Linked DNA regions of Hordeum vulgare: region 1 is linked to region 2. Evidence: chromatin contacts called from public Hi-C data. All regions are on one chromosome and are shown on one strand. The core of a region is the stretch at or near the end of the contact, and the rest is flanking DNA. Distances in the headings are between cores, read along the strand shown. Region 1 holds the start of LOC123425921 (DNA repair protein RAD16). Region 2 holds the start of LOC123425917.

Region 1 (4,902 bases), core at 2,142-4,641, 280 kb after region 2:
CAAAGATGATGCCACAAACAAAAAGTATGTCAAAATCAGGGACATACAGACCACCATGTAACTGACCTTATTCCACCAGCAAAAGTGCCTGACGGATGAGTGACCACAGTCGCATTTTTTCTTCATACTACGGGAGGTTAGGGGTCAATAACTAAAACGAAGAATAACAATGGGAACAGCAGCAACTCAGAACCTGGTGTGATACAACTACAACATTGCAACAGTAACTTTGCTTACAATCATACTAGAGTAAATTTTAGAAACTGCACCTCTTTATAGCATGTAACATTTTACAGAACTAGTACATTTTTAATCTTGCAACAGTTATAAGCCCATCCGCAGGTCACACAGTTGATACAAAATAAATCAAATGGTATTGTGATGTGTATATGGTTGACTGGTGGGCCCTATAGGACAGAGCCAAACGACTAGAGCCCATCAGGCATCAGCGTAACTGGACTGCTGTGTGGTTGACCGATGGGCCCTATAGATCATAACTGTTCCAAACCATAATGTCCTTCCAAAACTGGACTGTGGTTACGTGATAGAGTTGACAATTTACACTTATTAATAAAAAATTAGTTGATCAATCATCAGATATTACTAGTAGAGGCAGATCTTACTTGGTATCTAGTATCTGACAGTCACAGTCCTTGCAGAAGTAGTTCGAGTAGGGAAAGATTTGCAAGAAGCGAATCTGAGAAAACAACAGTAAGAATAGAGGAGGTAAAAGAAAATTGGTCAGGATCTTCAAATTTAGTTGCAAACCAGCGAGTAAAGTTCTCCAACACGATTCTGCAATGGTGTCCCACTCAGAGCCCACTTGTATTCCGATTCCAATGCAAAAACTGCCCTTGCAGTATTGCATCGTCTATCTTTTATGAAGTGAGCCTGCAGAAAAGAATATGGAGGGAATGAATCATCTTTAAAAAGAAACATGTCGATCATTGTTGAACTGAACTTCAGGAAAATATTAAAAGATTGAAGATACTCATCTAAAAAGACAAAGAAATCATTGTGTAGTGAGAACACAGCTGCGTGTCTCAAGTACACAAATTGGACTTAATCCTTGAAATTTCATAAAACAGTGTAATGATGAACAGAAAAGACTAGCCGATAGCAACATACCTAGAAACTGTCCACTTGATAAAACCTAATATGTATCTCTATTATCTACTGAAACATGCGTACAGAAAGTAATATATTTCGAAATGGGACAAGTACTGCTGGATAAGTTTCCTTTAGACACGAAACTAGGCTGCTGGCCAAACATCATCAATGTTAGAAAACACCAACAGAACAGGAGCATTCAGTAACACCAGAATGAGCTTGCCAGGGAAAAGAAGACCTTGGTATCAAATTCAGAGCTACAAACTTCGTGGATTTTGCATAACTGCTCATTCAGCTTTCATGCTTCATGTTGTCATGATGTCAACGTGGTGTGCCGACTATTAATAAATAGATTTAGATTAGCAGAAAAACACTTGTGTGCAACGTAATGCAATGCAGCAAGTAAACCTATCATACATTATATGTGCAACGTAATGCACTATGATGCAATGCAGCAAGTAAATCTATCATACATTATCTTAATTTTTACGGACATATAACAGAAACCAAATAGTAGAGTTCTGATACTTACAAGTGTCATCACCAAAACATTACGACAAAGAACAACCAAATGTATAGGAACAGGTTATTGGTCAAAATACTAGACAAGAGCTTATCATCATAACGATGCAGGTATTAGAACTGCTTGTGTATCACCTAAGACAGTAGAACGTAGAAATGCTGTAGAAATAGTACTATGTTATGCATTGCTCACAGATACAGTAACAAGTTCACCTGGAGGCTACAATTAAAAAAAAATCCCCCAAATAAGAATTTGCCATGTTTGATCACTACAACCAGAAATCATGCTTAGTCGAAGAAAACGGGGTTACATCGCTAAGAAGTAATACAGACACATGGCAGATTGACAGTATGAACCACAACTAAGTGTTCCATTTAAAAAAAAAATCGATTACTTCGTGATACTTCATATCTATATATGCAGTTTATTAAATTGCCGAATCGTAAAAAAGGCGGCAAGAAAGGGCATATGATCACCTCATCTAAGATAATCCGCTCCCACCGCACTGAGTGTAGAAGTGACTTGCCCCTGGATTCGCTAGCCAATTCCTCGCAATCCTCCTCCTCAATACCGTTTTTCCTCTTGTGAGCACTTGCTTTGCCCTTCCCCTTCACTTTGGTATCAGCCGACTTCTTGCTCTTCTGCTTCGCCTGCTTCTCAGTGCGGAGAGCATCGGGTCCACAGTAATATCTCAAGTGAATCTTGAGCTTCTCGGGGTAAAACTGTTTATTGCAGTACTCGCACCGAATCTTGGGTGGCATTATGTGCTTCCGGTAGTCCGCCTCAATGGTGGAGTAGGTGGTGACCACGAAGTCGAAGGTGTCGAAATCGTGCTTCTGAGAGCCCCGGCGAGCACCATGGTAGAGCAGCACGCGCGCGCTGCCTTTGGCCGTGTGCCGCTCGATCTCCTGCGCCCACTGGATGACGGCCACCACGGGGCAGATCACAAGGGTGCACCCTACCCGGCGCATCGGGAGGCCCAGTGATGTGGACGGTGGCGAGGACGAGCCGGGGGGGCGTAGCTGGCGCGCGGTGAGGACGAGTGCGATGCCCTGGATGGTCTTCCCCATGCCCATCTCGTCCGCGAGGATGCCGCCGCGCGAAACCGAGGCCTCCTGCGCCAGCGCCCACGCGAGCCACTCCTTCTGGAAGCGCAGCAGCTGGAGCAGCACCTCCGGGGCCGGCTCCGCGGTTGGCACCACCGCCGCCGCCGAGGTGTTGGTCTCCTCCGACGCCCCGACGCGTTCGTCGAGCCACTTGGTATTAGCCTCCGCCCACTCTTCCCACGGCAGGGGCGGCCCGTCCTCGTCGCGCTTCCCCTTCTTCGTCTTCCGCCTACACTTGGACTTGCGCGGCCGTGGTGACAACGCCGGACGCGGCGCCACCGCCACCGCAGGCGCAGGGGCGTCTTCATCGGAGGCAAACTCGTCGTCGTCGTCCCCCGCCTCGTCATCCGTACCGGCGACGAAGTCGGAGTCGGAGGTGTTATCGGAGGGGACGCTCTCGTCGTGGTCGTCGCGCCGGCGGCGACGACTGCCGCCGGGGCCTGCGATGGGAGGCGGGGATTCAGGCTTGAGGGGCGGGATTCGAGGGGTTCAGCATAAGTAGGGGACTTACCAGATGCATTCCCGTTTCGGCGAGGCATCGCGCGGCGGCGGCGGCGGCGCAGAGACAGAGGAAGCGCGAGAGGTGGGGTGGGTGTGGGGTGGGTTGCTTCTCGTGATTTTTAAAGTCGGGGGGTTTGGGGGCGGCGGATTGTGTGGGGTTAAGTCGGTCATGGGGAGAGGAAATGGCGGGAAGGAACTGCAGGGGGCGGAAGGGCTGACCCGGTCAGCGGGGAGTTGTGCTCCGGAAGGAACTGCCGGATTGTGCTCCGGAAGGAACTGTCGGGTTGTGTGTGTCGTCATGTGTGAACCCGATCTTTTTCTTTTTTTTTTTTTGCGGCGTGAACCCAACCGACCTTTATCAATCCATAGGCGTTGTTCGATGTTTCCCATGCTAGTAAGGTTTTTTCTTTTTTTGAGAGGGGATCGAGCGTGACAGACAGGAACGAAATCGATGTCGATTCATTGTTTTTTTTCATCCACGCCATGCCCACCTCTTTTGGGATATCTTAGGTACTCCTGACTTGGCACCACGAAACATGCATAATTTTGTTTTCTTCCAAAGTATAAAGCCTGCACACTTGATTTGGTACCATCAAATCATCAACCTCGCTACTACTACTTTCCTTGTTCAATAATTTATCAATAATGTGAGTATTAAATAACAGTAGCTGAAAATAAAACAGCATTACATAAGAATGAAGTGTATTTCTATTTTAATTGCACTGCAGAACATACTCACACCATGCTTAATAGTATAGCCAACTGCTGGCTATAAGCAGTCTTATAGTTCATCTTATATCTAGCTTGTACAATAGTTAGCTACAAAAGAGTACTACCTTTATCATATATGGCTCACCTTTCATTCTCACAAAGCACCTAGGAGCACGTGCTAGAGCCGGCTCTTCATGAAGAGCCCCCTTCCCTTCTCTCTCCTCTTCTCTCTCATCCAACTCAGCAAAAATATAGTATTTTAATTCTTACAGCCTCCTGACTGTACCTTATTGTACTTGCTCTCATGCGAGCCCGCTTCGCCCGGCTTTGCCTGCTCCGGCATTCAAGCCACTGCCCATCCCCAGCTGGCTTCGTGGTCGTTATTGTCGGTGCCTCGCATGCGGCCACCATGCAGTGACGTGGCGTGACCCTGTCCACTGCAGCCGTTGCCTTCATAATGGCCACAAGGCCCGTGGTTGTCGCAACAAATGGAAGCCAATTAGTTCGCTCGACTGCAATTATGTGCCTCCTCCTCCATTGCCTCGCCCAGCTCTTGCTCCCGCACAAGAGACAGCGCCCCGTCCCGGGCATGGCTCGGAGATCCCTGCGCAGCAACCTCCTGTGCTTCAGTTGCCTCAGCCCCAGATGTCGCGTCGTGGAGATGCTTCGTCCAGGTCGGATGTGGACTTCATCGTCGTCCCGACGACGCCGGAGATGCAAGTGGAATCCGCGCTCCTCTCCTCCAACGCGGTTGTGGCTTGGCTGGAGGGGGCTCGCCATGACATCTCCTGCGCCCAAGTGAGCGCTGAGATTGCTTCTGCCTTCGGCGCGCGGTCAGCGGACGTCGATGTGGTGCGCCACTATCCCGAGTAGTTCTTCGTCAGATTTATGTATCAGAACCACTGTGCGCGGATGCCGTGTCGCGCGGTGACCTGCCCGGTGCTGGCTACC
Region 2 (4,783 bases), core at 2,160-4,659:
CTGCAAAAAGGCTCCTTAGCCGACTCTGTTTGGTGGGAGTGGTCCATGTCATCTATGTATCTGCAACTGGGCTCCTCAACGAGTTTTTCCGGGGATAAGCCTAAATCTTCTCCATTCGCACTGCCAGGATTCTCAGATGGTTCTTTGTCGAATGAGCAATCTGGATCTTCTCCATTTCTGCAAACTGGCTTCCCAATGTGTTTCTTCTGGGATGACAAAACATCTTTTGAACTCCTGGAAGTAGGTTTATTGACTTGCTGTTGGGGGAAAGAGGAACTTCGGTCATTTTCTGAACTTCTTGAAATGGCTTTCCTAACTTGCCCTTGTTGGAATGAGGGGCTTCGATCATCCTCCGAATTTCTTGAAATGGCTTTTCTAACTTTCACTTGGTGGATTGAAGAACTTCGATCATCCTCCGAATTTCTCGATATGGATTTCTTAACTTGCTCTCCATGGAATGAGGAACTCAAATTGTTCTCTGAATTTCTGAAAATTGGCTTCTTAACTCGCTCTTTGTGGAATGAAGAACTTGAAGTGTTCTCTGAATTCCTAGAGATGGGTTTCTTCACTTGATCTTTGAAGCTTATGTCAGCTCCAGAAATTTTTGCATTTGGTCTCTTAATTTGCTCTTTGCGGGTCAAGAAGTCTAGATCATCATCTGAATACCTCAAAACAGGCTTCTTAATTGGTCCTCTGTTGCACGGAATAGGTCCAACTTTCTGTTCACTCTTTACTTGGTTTTCTGTAGGTATGCCCTCATCTCTAAGTTCTTGAAACTTCTTTCTTGCCAGCTCTTGTATGGAATGGGCCTGCATAAATAAGCATAGCACAAAACATTGAAGCATAAGTGCTGTAAGTGCATCATTTTTTCAGAAAGGCTGCTGCTAATATACCTGTCTGAAGTAAACCGTATCAGGCGCATTGTACACCATTGCATTGCTGCAAATTAAGAAGACATCATCCTGCGATTTAAAGAAGAATGTCATCAACTGCTCACCTATTATTATCAGTAAGGCATGCAGTAATTGTGACAAACCTACAATACTCAAATATGACCAGTGAATGTTAAATATAAATTATATTAGAAACAACGTCAATTTCTTCTAAGGGTGGGATAGTATAATCACTAGCACAAACTTTAGCGTGGATCTCTAATGCAAGAGTTACGTGCAAGATCTAACCATCTTCATTATGTGCACAAATTACAGGCAAACAAACAATTAATCATAGGAATGTCAGCATAAGCATGTGATAAACTAGTTAGTACACGCTATGTTGCTGCATTTGTTGGGCCTCGTGAAAAAGTTCATGCTAGCGTTTCGAGAGAGGAGATAAGTTGGCATCCAAGGTAACGAGAACATGTTCAAAGGTTGCTTCTAGCATTGGACTGGTCCTTGTAGGTGAAATTCACTCCCAGAAAAATACAGTATGAACTGAAATGACCCGCCATCCCCAACTACAACATCCACTTTAGCGACAAATCAACAAATGGCAACTCCCCATTAGCAGCGCTGGCTACATATACGACAAAACATTAATTCTAACCTCGAATTGCTCGAGGACCGACATGCATTCCTAGCAGCACTAGCTACATATGCGACAAAATATTAATTCTAACCTCGAATTGCTCGAACGAGAGACATGCATCCCCAACTACAACATCCACTTTAGCAACAAATCAACGAATGGCGACTCCCCATTGGCAGCACTAGCTACATATCCGACAAAATATTAATTCCAACCTCAAATTGCTCAAACCAGTATTATGCATCCCCAACTACAACATCCACTTTATCAAGAAATCAACGAATGACAACTCCTCATTGGCAGCACTAGCTACATATACGACAAGATATTAATTATAACCTCAAATTGCTCGAAACAGCAATATGCATCCGCAACTACAACATCCACTTTAGCAACAAATCAACGAATAGCGACCCCCGATTGGCAACGCTGGCTACATATACGACAAAATATTAATTGCAACCTCGAATTGCTCGAACAAAAGATGTGCATCCCCAACAACACCCATTTTAGCAACAGATCAACGAATGGCGACTCCCATTGGCAGCGCTAACTACATATACGACAGAAACATTAATTCTAACCTCGAATTGCTCGAATGAGCGATATACATTCCTAGCAAGCTTCCTCTTGACGGTGCCGAAGTCCATCGGGTGCTCAATCACATCATTGTAGTCAGGCAACTGCGCCAATCAAAACAACCATGGCATCATCAACACTCAATACCAGCCGTATGTCAGATTAGCATCTACAACAAGCATGACGCAGGAACAAACACCCTCACCTCCTCCAGATCCACCGGCTCAGCAAACACACCGTACGTATCCTTCCTGAAGAATCATCAAACAGCAGCATAAGAAATCGAGCTCTTCAAATCATGAAAAGAAAAACACTTGGCATAACCGTGCAAAAGATGTAAAGCACGCACTTCTGCAGCTTGTCAAGAATCATATCCAGCGCCTGCCGGTCCGGCAACGGCGTTGTCCTTGCCATCCCTAAATCCATCGGCAAAAACCAAAAGAAAAAAGAAGAAACAATTTCATTTCTTCGGGAAAAGGCGCTCAAATATCGTAATCCCGTCACTGAAAATGAAGAGATCAGCAAAAACACAGAGAAATCGAACCTGGCACCGGAAGCCGCTTCGTCCGCGGCGCGCTGGCAGCGTCGCTCCTCCCAGCAACCTAAAATAAGAGCAGATCTCGTGTTACAGCCAGCTGCGGAGTGAAGTAAAGACGAGGCCGAAGACGAATCGGGCAGCATGTTTCACCTCGCGACTGCGAGATCTGTCGTCGCGCGACTCGATCCGGCGCTTCTTGGGCGGCTTGACCTGCTCCTCGCCTCCGCCAGCCGGCCGCTCCTCCCCCTCGGATGAGTCCGAGTAAGGAGGGGGAGGTGGGGCCCGTCGGTGGTGCTGGTCCGGAGGAAGCTGGGAGAGCTTGACGACGAGCTTAAGCTTGCGCCGGCGGCGGTCGGAGGCGGAGGAGCCAGCCACGCCGCCTCCGTCGGAGTCGGAGCTGGAGGGCTCGTGCGACGGCGCCCTCCGGTGCTGGGGGCGTGGCGGAGACGATGAGGGCGACGAGGGGAAAGGGAAGAAGTCGTCGACGAGCGGGCGAGAGGACGCGGCGGCGGCGCGGCGCGGGCGGAGCGACCGGCGCGGCGGCGGCGACGGCGAGCGGCAGCGCGACGAGAGGACGTGGTTCCCGCCTCCTCCCCTCCGGCGCGCGGGGTAGCTCCTCTCCGGCTCCGGCGACGGCGACCTCGGCATGGCTGCTGCTGCTGCTGCCGTCCTCTTCTTGGCCTCCTTGGGGTTTGGTTCTGGTTTGGCTACGCTTTTTTTCTACGGCTGCTTTTGTTTGTTTAATTCTATCGCTTGCGTCTGTCTGTGTCCTTCTCTCTCCTCTCTCTCTCTCTCTCTTCTCTCTCTTCCCCACGCACACACACTCACACGCAGTCTCTCTCTCTACCTATCCCTATCTTCTCTCTCTCCTCTAGCGACTTGCACCAACCACTACGGCCATTAGTCTAACTTTTGCCTCCGACGAGAAGAGAGAGAGAGAGGACGGATGGGTGTGTGGGCTTGGTCCATGCAAAGCCGGAATTATTGCCCATTGAATTGGTGGGGCTGACCGACTGCACGCACTGTTGACACACTGCACCAAATTTAAACACTATGCATCGGGAAAAAAAAACACTTGGATATGGGCATTATCCTAAAGTGGTAACTATTTTATGAAGCATTGTTGGTCTTGTTATTTTTCTGAAACTTAAAGTTTAGGGCATAACTTGACCTAAGAAGTTAGCACAAGGAAATTTAAAATTACTACTCCTCTTTGGAGTACATGGTGCACTAGTATATTTCGCATGCATGGACATGTATTGAAGCGGTTATTTGCTTGATACTTCACTGATTCATAATTGTTGCATTAGATCGAGGATTTAAATTGCTAAGCGAAGCTATGGCACTTTGTAACACTATATCCTAGCTATGACGCTATAGTGTCACATAATTGAACATATTTTGCATAGCTCGCTATCAACTATAGCTAAAGCTATTACCTTGTGAATGTACAAGAGACAAAATAGCCTGTGATCGTTTGTGCACGTAAATTTAATACATAGCGACCATGTATATAACTATATAACATGAAGAAAATAAACCCTAATAATAATGTACTCCTCTCTAAAGTAATATAACACATATTAGATCATTGTCTTATATTAGTTCATAGAGGGAGCAATGTCCATTTTTTTTTATCAGTTATCTTGGAGCTTCGGCATTGCTCGCGCGTGCTTGAAAGCGACTCCCACAAACACTCACGATAGCGCAATTAGGAAAGAAATAATAAATCATGTATCCATAGGCTAATTAGCTGAATGATGGATTCTCTTTGGTCTTTACTAGTAGGCTTGTCTTTTTCATACTCCCTCCGTCTCAAAATAAATATCGTGAGCTTTGTACAATTTTGTACTAAATCTAGTACAAAGTTGAGACAGTTATTTTTAGGACAGAGGGAGTATTACTTATTACTCCCTCCGTCTTAAAATAAGTGTCTCAATACTCCCTCCGTCTTAAAATAAGTGTCTCAACTTTGTACTAGCTCTAGTACAAATTTGTACTAAGCTTGAGACAGTTATTTTGGGACGGAGGGGTACTTTAAAACACTATTCTCACGGATAGCTAACGCAGCTATAGTTCGGATCGTATGGTCATGCGCAAAAAAATGCAATTTAAGACCTTGCATCACTAGCGAATCTA

What was found. A called contact is a pair of places that touch in the nucleus more often than the background predicts.
Region 1: a Hi-C map of seedling shows a contact between it and region 2, with 2.0 times the contacts expected there. The contact joins the promoter of LOC123425921 here to the promoter of LOC123425917 in region 2. A contact is called at or near these places in 2 of 6 Hi-C or Micro-C datasets (leaf and seedling) and 1 of 1 datasets of contacts at active chromatin or transcription factors (embryo).

What each region holds. Positions count from the first base shown.
Region 1 is chr2H:220,297,627-220,302,528 of MorexV3_pseudomolecules_assembly, forward strand. LOC123425921 (DNA repair protein RAD16) reads right to left here and starts at 3,392. Exons shown (of 15, transcript XM_045109684.1): 1 at 3,251-3,392; 2 at 2,110-3,179; 3 at 769-891; 4 at 624-697; 5 at 67-127. The coding sequence starts at 3,278. It also overlaps the pseudogene LOC123426183.
Region 2 is chr2H:220,014,039-220,018,821 of MorexV3_pseudomolecules_assembly, forward strand. It overlaps LOC123425917, which reads right to left and starts at 3,410. Exons shown (of 9, transcript XM_045109680.1): 1 at 2,795-3,410; 2 at 2,651-2,708; 3 at 2,456-2,522; 4 at 2,312-2,357; 5 at 2,112-2,210; 6 at 894-962; 7 at 1-809. The coding sequence starts at 3,292.